Regions from separate parts of the Mus musculus genome. Here all the other regions are linked to region 1. The links are chromatin contacts, called in public promoter capture Hi-C maps. All regions are on one chromosome and are shown on one strand. The core of a region is the stretch at or near the end of the contact, and the rest is flanking DNA. Distances in the headings are between cores, read along the strand shown. Region 1 holds the start of Artn (artemin). Region 2 holds the start of 2610528J11Rik (RIKEN cDNA 2610528J11 gene). Region 3 holds the start of Ptch2 (patched 2).

Region 1 (4,362 bases), core at 232-2,731:
CCAGCCTGGTCTACAAAGTGAGTTCCAGGACAGGCAGGACTATACAGAGAAACCCCTGTCTCAAAAAAAAAAAAAACAAAACAAAACAAACAAACAAAAAAATCAGTGGTTAGGAACCCTGGCTATGTGCCAAAATCACAGGTGAAAACCTGGAACTATGTACCTGCCCACCCCAAGTGTCTGATTCAGATTGGGATGTGGCCCAGATGTGGGTAGATGTGGGTAGTTCTTTTCTTCCTTTCTTCCATTCTTTCTCCTCCTCCTCCTCCTCCTTCTCCTCCTCCCCCTCCCCCTCCCCCTCCTCCTCCTTCTCCTTTTAAGATTTATTATATATATATATGAGTACACCATTGCTCTCTTCAGATACACCAGAAGAGGGCATCAGATCCCATTACAGATGGTTGTGAGCCACCATGTGGTTGCTGGGAATTGAACTAAGGACCTTGGGGAGAGCAGTTCAGTGCTCTTACCCACTGAGCTGTCTCTCCAGCCCCATGGGTAGTTCTTCAAGGTCCACAGAGGTGCTGGTACATGATCAGGGCACATCGGGTCCATGCACTGGGTACCCTTCCCCACTCTCAGCATCTGTTTTTGCACGTATTGGTTGGCAAATACCAAGTTGTCATCATTAGCCCAACTGCCTTCACTTTACTCCCGGCTACAAATTTAGCTGCTTCTGGGGCATTTCTAGCAGGAGAGTCCACAGACCCTTCTAATTCAGCATGTCCAACACTGGTTTCACATGTCCCCCTCCCCCAACCGCCAACCCCACATCTGACCCTCTCCTAGGGAAAGCCAGTTCCTAGAATTTTACCACCTCACTTTGTCCAATCAGGCAAAAAGGAATGTAGGGGATTGGGTCCTGGAACCCCCAACTCCCCACAACCCTGCTCAGGGTTTATCTTATTGTCCCCAGCAGCCTGCATCCCTCTTCTGTCTTGCTTGTCTCAAAACCACACTCTCTCCAGTGCAGGCATTCAACGAAAATGACCACACTCAGACTAGGTCAGTAGTTTCCAGCATCTTCGTGATGAACTCCAGACTAGTTGGTAGAACAATTCTGATCATGGCCATCAACCAACCTCCAGACACCTGCCAAATTGCCTCATCGCATCTCAGACTCCAGTTCAATACTCTGAGGTCCTCTGATTCTTCATCCCTGGTCGCACCCACCCCCCACCCCCAACACACACACAATCATTCACTGCCTTCACTGGATGTGCGCGAGTCCCTCTGAGGCCCCGACCCTAAAACTGAGCAAACAGGGTATCCTTGGACCGTGGGAGCCCAACGCAGAGCCCTGTCGCTCCGAGGCAGCTGAACCTTCTGAGGGTCCCGGAGTCACCACTTGAGGATACAGAGTAGCTAGCCAGAACCCCCATGTCTGCGCAGCCCAAGTTGGAACTCTCCTTCAGGCTGCCCCTCCTTCGCCGCCCTCCCTCGCGCTCTCCCGCCCTCGGCCAGGCCTCCCAGTTCCCTACTTTGCTTGACTACCAACTTCGAATTCCCAGTTTCAGCGTCTCGCTGCAGCCCGCGATCTCTACTCTGCCTCCTGGGGTCTTCTCCAAATGTCTAGCCCCCACCTAGAGGGACCTAGCCTAGCCAGCGGGGACCGGATCCGGAGGGTGGAGCGGCCAGGTGAGCCCTGAAAGGTGGGGCGGGGCGGGGGCGCTCTGGGCCCCACCCCGGGATCTGGTGACGCCGGGGCTGGAATTTGACACCGGACGGCGGCGGGCAGGAGGCTGCTGAGGGATGGAGTTGGGCTCGGCCCCCAGATGCGGCCCGCGGGCTCTGCCAGCAACAAGTCCCTCGGGCCCCAGCCCTCGCTGCGACTGGGGCTTGGAGCCCTGCACCCAAGGTAAGCCAGCCTTCTTGCCCATCCCCTTGATGGACGCTCAAAGGGCAGGAGAAAGGGCAGAAAGGTCTTCCTCCCCACTTTTCTCTCAGCCTCTCTCTTCTGGGCCCTCAGCGCAGCTCTTTGCCCCTCCCAGCCCCTCCAGTTCTTGTCGCTAGCTTCTTGGACTGTGTTAACCCTCCTGGCTGGCTGTAATGTGAGGCTCCCGCTGCCGCCACAGGGCACAGACCGGCTGCCAAGGCCCCACTTTTAACTAAAAGAGGCGCTGCCAGGTGCACAACTCTGGGCATGATCCACTTGAGCTTCGGGGGAAAGCCCAGCACTGGTCCCAGGAGAGGCGCCTAGAAGGACACGGACCAGGACCCCTTTGGTGAGTATAGGGCTGGTGGATAGGGGTGGCAAGGGCTGGAGGACCAAATATCCCAAATGGTAAGAAAGGAGAAATTGGTCAGAGCTGTCCTCGAGGGACTTGCTCCTAGGCTCCCCCTAGCGCAGATATCCCAGGGCTGCCTTGTCTGACTTTCCCTCCATCTGAGAGAATAGTAGCCAGTCTGGTCTCTAGGGATTTTAATCTAGTTAGCCAACGGGCACACGCCTAGCTCTGGAGGAACTAGATAAAGGCCTGGGAGGTGTGTGTCTTATCCTGGAGTCATCATATGTCGCTCCCCCTCTCCATGTATTCTGTGTGCCAGCAAAAGGATGGAGGGTTACATCTGGGACCCAAGAAGAGACTAACTAATGAGAATTCTTAAAAGTTCTAGGGGTCCAAGAGCAGTGGTTCACAAAGACTGGAGGTGCGGGCTGGGGTCAGGAAGGATGGTTTATGGGGGAAACTCCTAGGAGCAAGGCTAGGGGGCCAGATCCACAGGAGGCAGATGGTCCAGGCTTGGGCCGGATCTCGGAGTGGTTCAGCCCTCTGAGACCAGGTTGGTGTGAAGGACTAGCTGGTCCTTCTGGCAATGGCTCAGACCTAAATGTGCAGAGCGTGTGCAAAAGCCCCCTCCCCTTAAATCCGCAGGCTTGACAAGCTCTGCCCCCTGGTGGCCACAGGAAGCCATGGTCCAGGCCCTGTGTTTTCAGAAGGACCATCGCTTCCCCAGATAATAGGCAAGCTCTTGGGAGACATCTGTGGGCATAAGAGAGAATTCAGGTGACACTGGGTCCAGAAAGAAGATTGCAAGTCATCAGATAATCCAAGTGACCAACTGACACTCAAATTCTTCAGGGCTCTGCTTCCTCCCCCAAGGTATGGAGTGAACGCTGAGCATGGAGTGGAAGGAACTCAAGTTACTACTTTCTCCAACCACCCTGGTACCTTCAGCCCTGAAGTACAGAGCAGAAGGGTCTTAGAAGACAGGACCACAGCTGTGTGAGTCTCCCCCCTGAGGCCTTAGACGATCTCTGAGCTCAGCTGAGCTTTGTTTGCCCATCTGGAGAAGTGAGCCATTGATTGACCTTGTGGCATCGCGAAGGAACAGGTCCTGCCAAGCACCTAACACAGAGAGCAAGGTTCTCCATCGCAGCTACCGCTGCTGAGTTGACTCTAGCTACTCCAACCTCCTGGGTCGCTTCGAGAGACTGGAGTGGAAGGAGGAATACCCCAAAGGATAACTAACTCATCTTTCAGTTTGCAAGCTGCCGCAGGAAGAGGGTGGGGAAACGGGTCCACGAAGGCTTCTGATGGGAGCTTCTGGAGCCGAAAGCTATGGAACTGGGACTTGCAGAGCCTACTGCATTGTCCCACTGCCTCCGGCCTAGGTGGCAGGTGAGTCGCTGGCTTTCCTTGGAAAAAAAGAGAGTAGGACATAGCTTAGGGCCGCAGGGATCAGATATGAAAGGGGAAATGCCAAGAGGGAGGGGCCGTAATTGGAGGAAAGGAACGGGATTTCTCCTGATGGTCCGTGCCCTCAGGTAATTCCTCCCCTGGGCTCCTGGGAGCAGCAAATGCCTATTAAATCTAAGCCCTTCCTTACACTCTGCCACCCAGCTAGGAGCCCGACTAGACTGGTCTCTGATCTGGGCAAGACAAGACCCCCTCCCGACCCCCAAAGTGTCCTGTTCCTCCCTAAGTCTCCTTTTCTCTGTGCAGTCAGCCTGGTGGCCAACCCTAGCTGTTCTAGCCCTGCTGAGCTGCGTCACAGAAGCTTCCCTGGACCCAATGTCCCGCAGCCCCGCCGCTCGCGACGGTCCCTCACCGGTCTTGGCGCCCCCCACGGACCACCTGCCTGGTAGGTGAGAGCGCGACAGGGCGGGGCAAGGGCGAGGCTAGCTCTAGACACCCCCCACCCACACCTCCGAAAGTGACTAAGCCTCATTCCAGGGGGACACACTGCGCATTTGTGCAGCGAAAGAACCCTGCGACCCCCGCCTCAGTCTCCTCAGCCCGCACCCCCGCCGCCTGGTCCCGCGCTCCAGTCTCCTCCCGCTGCGCTCCGCGGGGCACGCGCGGCGCGTGCAGGAACCCGGAGCAGCCGCGCACGGACCACAGATGCGCGCGGCTGCCGCCT
Region 2 (4,655 bases), core at 374-2,873, 600 kb before region 1:
AACCGATTCAGCTGAGGCCCCAGAACTTTAACTCGGGGCTCTGACACCAGAGTGTAGTCTGCCACGCTCCCGGGCAACCTGATAGTAGTCAGAGCAGCGGCAGTTCAATAGCAATTGTGTGGAGCTACCCAGCTCTGGAGCAGACCGCAAGAACAGAACAGAAGAACGAAAGAACATAAGATTGTCCCCAGATAGCCCAAGCAGCCCTGCCTCTCTGTTCCTGCATCAGGAGCCTCTCCTACTACATCCCTCAGGCCTTCCAGTGGAACCATCTCAGAGGACCAACTGAGTATGAAAGGGCCCTGATGAGAGTCATAGCACTCAGGGCTGGGAGACCCTACGGGAAGGGCATGTGAGCTGGAGAAGATCACATATACACGATTAGGCTTGGAAGCCTCGGAAGAAGGTCAAGAGTGTATGGAGAGATGCATGGGATCCTGAGGCACAGCTAGGGAAGGAGGAAGGGGACAGTTGGGTCTGTGCAGTGTCTGCTGGAGGGTGGTAAGAGTCAGAGACATCCCTGGGCAGAGTGGCCGGGCAAGGAACTGAAGGACTCAGCTTTGGCCACACTCCTCAATGTGGTACCCAAAGGATGACCTGACTCAAGATGCACCACCTCCTTCTCCAGTGACTCAGCCCTCCTCCCTGCCCTCTGCCACAGCGGTGTCCAAGCTACCTACTCTTTGTCCCTCTAGCCACCAGCTTCGATCTCCTAACAGGCATCTAGCCACCTCCTATCCACTCGGGAAGCCAACCAGAGCCTATGACTACAGCTCCCCGACATGCCAACATGTCCTCTTCTTAGGTGTGGGGGACTCAAAACCCAGCACGAGACCCCGAGACCAAGCATGTTCACTTCTGGGCTCTCATTCAAATCAGAGTTTTCATTCAAATCAGACCTTCCGGCTGGTGAGGTTGCTCCAGGGTCCACAGGTGACCTCTGACTCCTCAGCATCCAGTCAGAACTGGCCATTACCAGCCACACACTTCCCTGAGGCAGAGGGCTGGGTAGGCTGTGTAGGCTGGGTAGGCCTATGGTTGGGGGCTGGGAAGCTGGGTTTCTGGGCTTAGTGCACCAGGCTTGTAAAGTGAATTCAGGGGTGTGGGGAGAGATTGTATGGGGAAAGGGAAGCCTCAGAAACGGATCGTGCCTAGTTGACTCATTCATTCCCAGGAAACCTCTGGTTGCCTTCTGGGCCCTCTCTCGAGGCAGTCAGTATTCAAAAGACAAGAGTTTGTTATACTACCATGAGTTCATTTAGACTTTTCAAAGGTTTTATACCCGTTCCCTTTCTCCCCTGCCCTGCTCTGTGAATTCTTCCCAAAGACATAGGCAAAGTCACATCCCAAATGCCTCTGTACTCACAACCCACACCTGTCTGCCCATCCCCCTCCAACTGTCATTTCACAACCCACAACACAGTAATGCACACCCCTCAGATCTGCAGATACACACACTCAACTGGATCTAGTTTCTCTGCTGCACGCAGGAGCCCTTATGGATCAAAAGAGGCCTGAGCACCCTCTCCCACGACCCCAACGTCCCCTTTCCGCTCCCACCTTCAGACACTTTGCACAGTCCGTGGAGGTGGCTTCCGGCTGAGACTGCTGAACCTGGACAGGTGGGAGGGCCAGAGCAGGCGCTTGACTCACCTGGAACACTGGCTAGGTGGGCGGGGCGGAAGTGCAGGTGAAGGGAAGGCGGGGCACCAGCCAGGATTTGCAGCGTCCTCAGCAGGGAGGACTCACTCTAACACATTGAGGGGGCAGTAGGCTTGTTCCCTCCCCCACAGCTGCGGATTAGTGCAACTGGAATGCAGAAGGGGTCCAGCCTGTCTCCAAAAGGACAGATCTCAGCAGGCACCCCTACCAGCCCTGATAAACAAGTGGATTTCCAGTGCCGGTACAAAGTTCAAAGTTGAAGCCGGGAGTTTTACAGACCTGCAAAGGCAACAAGCCAGATGGTACCATGAGGGGAGAGAGCAATGAACAGTCTTCCCAGGCAGAGCCTGAGGAAACCAAGCTTGCTCCAGACTTCCCTGAAAAGTGCTAGCACACGGTGCGCGTGCACCTGTGTGTGTGTGTACACTGAAGTATCTACTCAAGGGGTTCAAACCTTTCTTCAGGTCTCCTGGTCCCCTTGACTTGACTTGCCAGACCCTTGGCCCTCTCTCTTCTTTCTCTTTGCCTCTATCCTGAGGACGGATGTCTCATTTCCTTCAAGATACAGCTCAGGGTCACCTCTACCCTGGCCAGCAGAGTCCGGGACACTCTTGGTTCAGTGTTTGTCAGGAACTTGGCCTCATTCCCACCCAACCTGCCTCCTAGCTACCTGGATGGTCTGTCTTCCCAGGGTAGAAGACAGTGTCAGAGGCACTCTGGGCTCTCATTACCCAGCACAGTACCCGAGGCTGGACACCACAGGACCAGGAGGTCACAGCTGGAGAGGGGGCTGCCCAGAGCGGTTGCCAAAGAAAAGTTCTGTGATGTCCTCTGTTTACTGACAAAGGGCTGCGGCGAGAAGGAAAGTGAGCAGGAACCGGAAGGGTTAATAACTTACAGGGTGCAGGCCTATGAAAATCTGTTTTATCTTCCTGAGAATGTGTTAAGACATTGAGTGGTAGGCATTGCCTGCAGCCCTGGCTTATCCAGAAGCCATGGTTGCTTCTCCATGCAGACAATTGGCCTATCCCAAAGCCCTTCCCAGTTGGGAGCAGTAGCCCTTTCCTCTTGCCTATAGCCTTAAACTGAATGCCTGTCTTAATATCCATTATTAAGTCCTGTGGCTTTTTAGGTCACTCCTGCATTTTTCCTTCCCACAACTGCTACCTAGCCTAGACTGGGACGCTGGTAGGGGGTGTGGCTAAGTGTAAGTTTAATTTTATTTTGAAAGAGTATCTGTGTGGTCCAAGCTGTCCTGGGAAGATGTCTTCCTCTTTCTGTTTCCTAAGTGTTGGAGTTAAAGGCACGTGCCGTCACAGTCTGTCTTGAGAGTTCTTGTTTTGTTTTGTTTTGCTTTGCTTCAGCAGGGGCATGGTGGCATGGTCTGCAGGCTGGGAGTTGGTGTACAAGGCCTGGAGTCTCTAAGGATGAAGTCCCACTTCACTGGTAAGAGCCCCTTGACACAGTAACTCCCACCCTTCCCACGTCACTGGGCCCCTTTCCACTCTACTCTGTGCCCCAGCTCACCTCCTTTCTTTGCCCAGACCCTGCAATGCTCCCTTTTCCCGGGCTCTGCACACTGTGACCCCAACTTTCCAACGCCGACACTTCCAACGCCTGCGCCATTTCTAACTCTAGCATTTCCACCCAGAAGAGTATGGGTATTCATTCCTCCTGGGTTCCTCACCTCTAGGGTCCCAACTTGGGTGCTTTTAAAACAGAACTTCCCTGCCACTCCCTAGTCTGGGACGCACTCCCCTCTCCTCTCTTGTGCGTTGGCCTTTGCTCCCACAGTCCAGTTCTGTGGGATGTTGTTGTTGTTGCTGTTTTGGAACCTCAGGTGAGCTATGAGTTGGGAGCCATGATATGATGTCTGTATCTATCTTGTTATCATATCATATCTCTAACATCTGTAATGGTAACAATGAATATTTCTGAAATAAGTTAATGAGTTGACAATTAATAAAATAATAATAGATATAAGTAAATAAAGTACATTAATAATTGACAGGTGAAGAGCCTGTACTGGTGTGGTGGAAGATGGAGATGTGGCGGGGATTGAGGTGCAGACCGAGGAAATGTGGGGATCCTATGAAAATGGGGAGACAACCTAGAAAGCCTGGGAGGCGGAGCCTGGGAGGCGGAACAGATGAGAAGGAAATGAATGTTATTTCAGGTGGGACAGCGAGACACCAGGAAAACTGGGTTTTATTTTATTTTGAGAGCTAAGAATTCATTCACCAACAGCTAATCTAATCAACGCCTACCATGTCCCAGGCACTGTGCTTGTTTTAAAATGGAGATATTTCTGTAACATAACCCTATTCTCAAGACCTAACACCCACCCTGTTAGCCACTTTCAAGCATGGAAATCGGTAGCGTTTGGGGTTACAATACTGTGTGGTTCTTACTGTCGTCATGGTACTTTTCTCCCACCAAAGGACACCCTCTACCCGTGCCCTCTCATCGTGTCCTCTGACCCCGGTTTCAGTAATAGCCCATGCCACGTTAACTCTGACCCTCATCTGGGCCCCTTCCCAGTCTACATTGTACCCCAGCTTTCTTTCTTTGCTTCTTCTCATTCAGTCTGTTGATTTGCCTTTTCTGGATATTTTGTATAAATGTAATAATATATGTGCCACATATACCTATTTATTTTATTTAGATAGAGTCTCACTATGTAGCCCTGACTGGCCTAGAATTCACTATATAGACCAGGCTGGCCTCAAACTCACTGCCCCTGCCTCCAGAGTGTTAGCATTAAAAGTGTGCACCACCACCATACCCCAGCCCTGCGCCAACTTTTGAAAGGACTAGTTCATTTGGTTCTCATAACCATCCTATGAGATAGAGGCTAATTATCCCCTTGCCAAATGAAGAAAATGAGGCTCTGAGAGAAGAACAGACATGAATCCCTGGCCAAGGAAACAAACAAATGGTCCGCACACCCATCAGTCCTTTATTCCAAGAATATTTACTGAATGCACACCATC
Region 3 (4,632 bases), core at 2,005-4,504, 830 kb after region 1:
GCGCCACCACCAGCTGAAACTCTTAAGACCAAGCTGGCCTCAAGCTCAGAGATCCTCTGGCCTCTGCCTCCTAGGTGCACTCCACCACTGCCCAGCAAGTTTCTTAGTTTTAAGTTGATCAGGGTATTGGTGTTTGGTCCCTAACCTACAACAACAACAACAACAACAACAGAAAACAAAAAACAAAAACAAAAAAGGAAAGGAAAACACACCACATTTACAGCCAAGGAGAGTCTTGACCTCTATTTGAAACTCTGCTAACTGAGGGTCTTGCTTCTTCCACTTCCAGTCCTAGCAAAACAGGAAGCAAAAATGTCTCTTCAGCTCTCAACTCCATCAACTAACTCCTCAGCTATAGAGAAAAGACCAGTGAGACTGTGGTCTTACTAATCTCAACACAAAGGGGTCCACTGCAGGAGGACCCAAGGTCAAGGTCGCTGAGGTGACACAGGGAATTCCTATCTCAAAGAGACCAACTGCTACCCTCTTATAATACATTTCTCATAACTGCAGGGACTAGCCAGGGGGGCCGGAGAGGGATGAGCAAATGTAGACATCCAAGCAGTGTTTAATTGGGGAAGATCCGGGGAATGCAGAGAGAGGAAAGGCAGGGCCTGGGAGGGAGACTCACTCTATTGTGGCAGGATATTCAGAAGTTATTTGGGACCACCCAAGCAGCAGTGGTTTGTGTGGGGGCATGCATATATGCGTGTGCGCACATGTGTGTCCTGATGCTGGGGGCAGACTGGCAGGCAGGGAGAAACATCTGCTCTGGACCCTAGGGCTGTCTTAAGAGTGTGAACGCTAAGAGTCTGCAGAGGGCTGGGGGTAGGGTGGAGATGGGGTGTGGGAGCCTATGATGTAGGAAGGCTCCAAGAAACATCTGCTCTGTATCCTAGGACTTGCCAGCATTTGAAATAACTCCAGGGTGTGAGGCTGCGACCTGGGGCCTGCCTTGGGTCTGGGCCAGGGCTAGGGAGGTCTGGGGAGCCCACAAATGCAGATTTCCCAGGGAAGAACACAGTTGAATTTGCCTTTGTCAAATAGCAGCCACATGAAACCAGGCACCAGGAAAGAAGAGAGGCATGCTGAAATTATGAGTTGTGTAATCCTTCCACTAGGACGTGAGGATTTGGTCTCATTTGACCCTGACTTTTGCCTCAAAGTCTATGCTCATTCTTCATTAAATGGCTGCAGGTCCCTGGGTGTCTACTCAGAAGCCTGGTCAGATGGCTCGTTCAAGGTTTTCTTTTCTTTTACACCTAACAATTCTTTTCTTATTATTTCTTGTTTTCCCCTTTCCCCCTTCCTTCCTTCCAATCTTTCTTTTTGGTTTTTCGAGAGAGAGTATTTTCATGCAGCTCTGGCTGTCCTGGAATTCTCTGTAGACCAGGCTGGCCCCACCTGCCTCCAGATCCTGGAATTCTCTGTAGACCAGGCTGGCCCCACCTGCCTCCAGATCCCAAGCACTGAGGTTAAACATTAAAGCTGTGCACCACCACTGCTGCCACCAAGCACTAACTTTTCTTTTTCTTCTTGCTCCTCCTCCATCTCTCTCCCCCACCACAGCATGCTCGACAGGCAGTCTGCCATGCCACCCAGCTACATCCCACTGATCTTCCTTCCTTCCTTCCTTCCTTCCTTCCTTCCTTCCTTCCTTCCTTCCTCCCTCCCTCCCTCCCTCTCTTCCATCTGTCCGTCTGTCCCTCTCTCTCTCTCTCTCTCTGACACAGGCTATTGTTAAATTCTTAGACTGAAAGTATTTCTCTTGCCTCAGCCCCTTGAGTAGTTAGAATCACAGTGCTAATCTGAGTTTGCAGGTCAGAGCCGTCTCTCCCTGCCTTCTCTTATACAACACAATACCACTTGGCTTTGTTTTGTTTAGAACTTACCCCCACACACATTTTACTTCCTTTGGCTATTGAAAAATACATCTTGTTCCATTTGTAAACTCTGATGTACAGTTAAAAGAAACCTAGCTATAAACGCTAAATAAGCAGACACATAATCAAAGATGAATATTCCACAAGCTTATTCATAAGAGGCTACCATCTAGAGTTGTCCATTTATGGGTGAGAGAGATAGGTGTGAGACAGTTGATGGTAAAGACTTGCCTAGCTTGCACAATGCCCTGGGCTTCATCCACAGCACTGAGGGAGATTGGGAGAGAGGTAGGCTTTCTGCAACACACCCAGATACACAGGCTCTGAACAGGAGATGGCCCTCTCGATCCTTGACCAAAGCAGCTACGGCCAGCTCCAGTAACTCACCTTCTACCCAGAGCTGTTCTAGGTCTGTCTCAATTACAGCCACTCGGAGACCCAGTGCCAGAGCCCCAAAGGCCACCAGTCCCAGGAAGAGCACTTTGCCGCAGTGTTTCTGGATCCTGCACCCCAGGGAGAAGAGTAGACCTTGGAAGTAAGCTCGAAGCCAGAGAGGAGCCTGCAGGCTCCCAGCTAGGATCTGGGATAGAGAGAGGAGGAGGTCAGCCAGCTGTCAGCACAACAATGGAGGAGCTTTCCCTTTTCTCCCGGTCAAGTCCCAGTTTCCTGACTTCTGGATGCAGGGCAGGAAACAGCTACAGATAAAGGTTTCAAATGTGGAAGATTTAACTCTCTTTCCCTGTGCCTTCTCCATAAGCACACCTGAAAATGCCCATTTTTAGAAGGTTATGAGTCGTGAACACACACACTCGTTGTCAGCTAGGCAAAGAGGTGAACCCACAGACATAACTATTTTCACTGACCAGATAATAGGAAATAAACTAACAAATCACTTGCTGGCTCTCGCTTGTCTTCAAACACAGATCCAGTAACACTAGACTTCTAGCCCTACAGATGTTCAAGCGACGTTTAAGTTACAAACCCAGCCCCTCTACTCACATGAGGTGCGGAGGACCGAGCTGGAGGTGTGTAGCTGGGAGGTAGCTCTCCAAGGGACAGTGGCCGAACCATGCTGGTGAGGATGGGGGGCGCGAGCGCCCCCAACCTGCGTTATCTGAGCGCTGCCATAGGCTAGCTTGGCGCCTTGTGCCGCCCGGCTTCACCTGAGGATTCCTAGCTGCCGTGAACGGCCATACGGTCCTGGGTGAGGCGCGCGTAAAGATGCACAGGAGCAGCCCGCAGCGGCGGTGCGGGGTGGTGGCCCCAAGCCCCGCTGGATCTGTGGGCTGTGGTCCAAAGAGGGCTCCGCGTGTGGGTGGACCCGACTGGCTGCGAAGCACCTCACAGCTAAAGGTGGCGACTGTGGATCTCGGGAAGCACCAGGAGGCTCAGAAAAAAAGGAGCGGGCCGGGGTGACGCCCTCCCATTGGCTAAGGGGGCGGCAAATTACCCGCTGCCTTGCAGCCGGATCCGTTGCTAGGTAACGGCGCCGCAGGGGGCGGGGCAGGAGACCACCCAGGCAGGGCCACCCCTTTGCCTCGCCTCCCGGGCTCCCCAGCCCGCCCGCGGGGCCCTAAGGAGAGGAGAAGGGAGGGTGATCCTGGAGGCGCTAGTCGTTGGCCAAGTGTAAGTCAGGATGTTGAGAAAGGGAGTCTGCTGGTCCCCTTTGGGCCACCCTTTCTTCCCGACCCAGCGCAACCCTAAGGACCTCCTTTCCACTCTTTCCAAGCAGGCCAGACTCAGCTCTAAAATGCAAATCCCACGGCTGCACCAAAGCCCAAAGCCCTGCACCATCCAACTAAAGCTTTTTTTTTTCCTCTAAGTGCCTCACACCCACTCAGTTGCCTTCCAGTCCCGAATTGCCCTCAGTAATTTCCTAAGTTCACATGTTCTTGCCTTTGTACATGTTGGGGCCCCTTTGTCTTGGCAGATAACTTTTAAGCCTGAACTTGAATCAGTCAGCCTAAACTTTTGGAAGCCTTGGCAGATAATTGCTTTTTTCTTTGTGGTTCTTATTAACATTCAGTTTGTGTATTGTATTTTTAAATTTTTATTTTAACTTTTTTTTGTGAGACATGGTCTTAAGTAGTTCAGCTTGGCCTTCAACTCCTTATCCTGGTTGTGTCTGTCAAGTTAAGGGACTATAACAGTCCTGTATTGCCCAGCCTGTCTGATAATTGTATTTGTGATGACATAATTTATGTACAACATTGGGAAACATGTTGCTTTTCCAAGTGACTGTGCTATTTCTGTGCTCCTGACTGTTAAACTCTGATCGGTCATCTGAGGGTAAAAGTCTGACTCCTCATACAGAACATTTGGGAAAGGAGCCGGGCAGTGGCAGGCCCATCTCTTGTGAGTTCCAGGTCTCAGCATGGTCTACATAGAGAATTCTGGAACAGCCAGGGCTACCTAGAAAGATTCTGCCTCAGAAACAAAATACGTTTTTTGGGGGAAAAAAAAGACTTCAATAAATCTGTTGTTCTGATACTGCTATCACATCTGGCTAGCCTCTTGCTCAATTCTTCCAGACTTCTTAATCATTATATCATAAATATTTTATATTACTACACAGTCCTCTCATCAATCATTTGCAGAATGTCCTCAGGACAGATTCCCAGAAATGGGGTTGTTTGGGTCAAAAAGCATGAATATGGTTTTGGCCTTGCTACATACTGCCAAACTTGTGCAAATTAACATCATCAGCTCCAGGGCTTAATCCTAAGGGTTCCCCAGTTGGTTTAAGGGG

Evidence for each region. Promoter capture Hi-C pulls out the DNA fragments that hold promoters and counts their contacts.
Region 2: a promoter capture Hi-C map of embryonic stem cells shows a contact between it and region 1, with 2.5 times the contacts expected there. The contact joins the promoter of 2610528J11Rik here to the promoter of Artn in region 1. A contact is called at or near these places in 4 of 39 promoter capture datasets (embryonic stem cells, hematopoietic stem and progenitor cells and liver).
Region 3: a promoter capture Hi-C map of stem cell-derived epiblast-like cells shows a contact between it and region 1, with 2.7 times the contacts expected there. The contact joins the promoter of Ptch2 here to the promoter of Artn in region 1. A contact is called at or near these places in 2 of 39 promoter capture datasets (liver and stem cell-derived epiblast-like cells) and 1 of 9 other capture datasets (pancreatic islet).

Annotation. Positions count from the first base shown.
Region 1 is chr4:117,926,882-117,931,243 of GRCm38.p6, reverse strand. Artn (artemin) reads left to right here and starts at 1,481. Exons shown (of 5, transcript NM_009711.4): 1 at 1,481-1,858; 2 at 1,992-2,225; 3 at 3,102-3,620; 4 at 3,945-4,083; 5 at 4,176-4,362. The coding sequence starts at 3,561.
Region 2 is chr4:118,524,243-118,528,897 of GRCm38.p6, reverse strand. It overlaps 2610528J11Rik (RIKEN cDNA 2610528J11 gene), which reads right to left and starts at 1,623. Exons shown (of 3, transcript NM_025572.2): 1 at 1,561-1,623.
Region 3 is chr4:117,094,678-117,099,309 of GRCm38.p6, reverse strand. It overlaps Ptch2 (patched 2), which reads right to left and starts at 3,254. Exons shown (of 22, transcript NM_008958.3): 1 at 2,883-3,254; 2 at 2,271-2,463. The coding sequence starts at 2,954. RefSeq lists enhancers at 544-1,135, 3,099-3,598, 3,161-3,619, 2,460-4,158.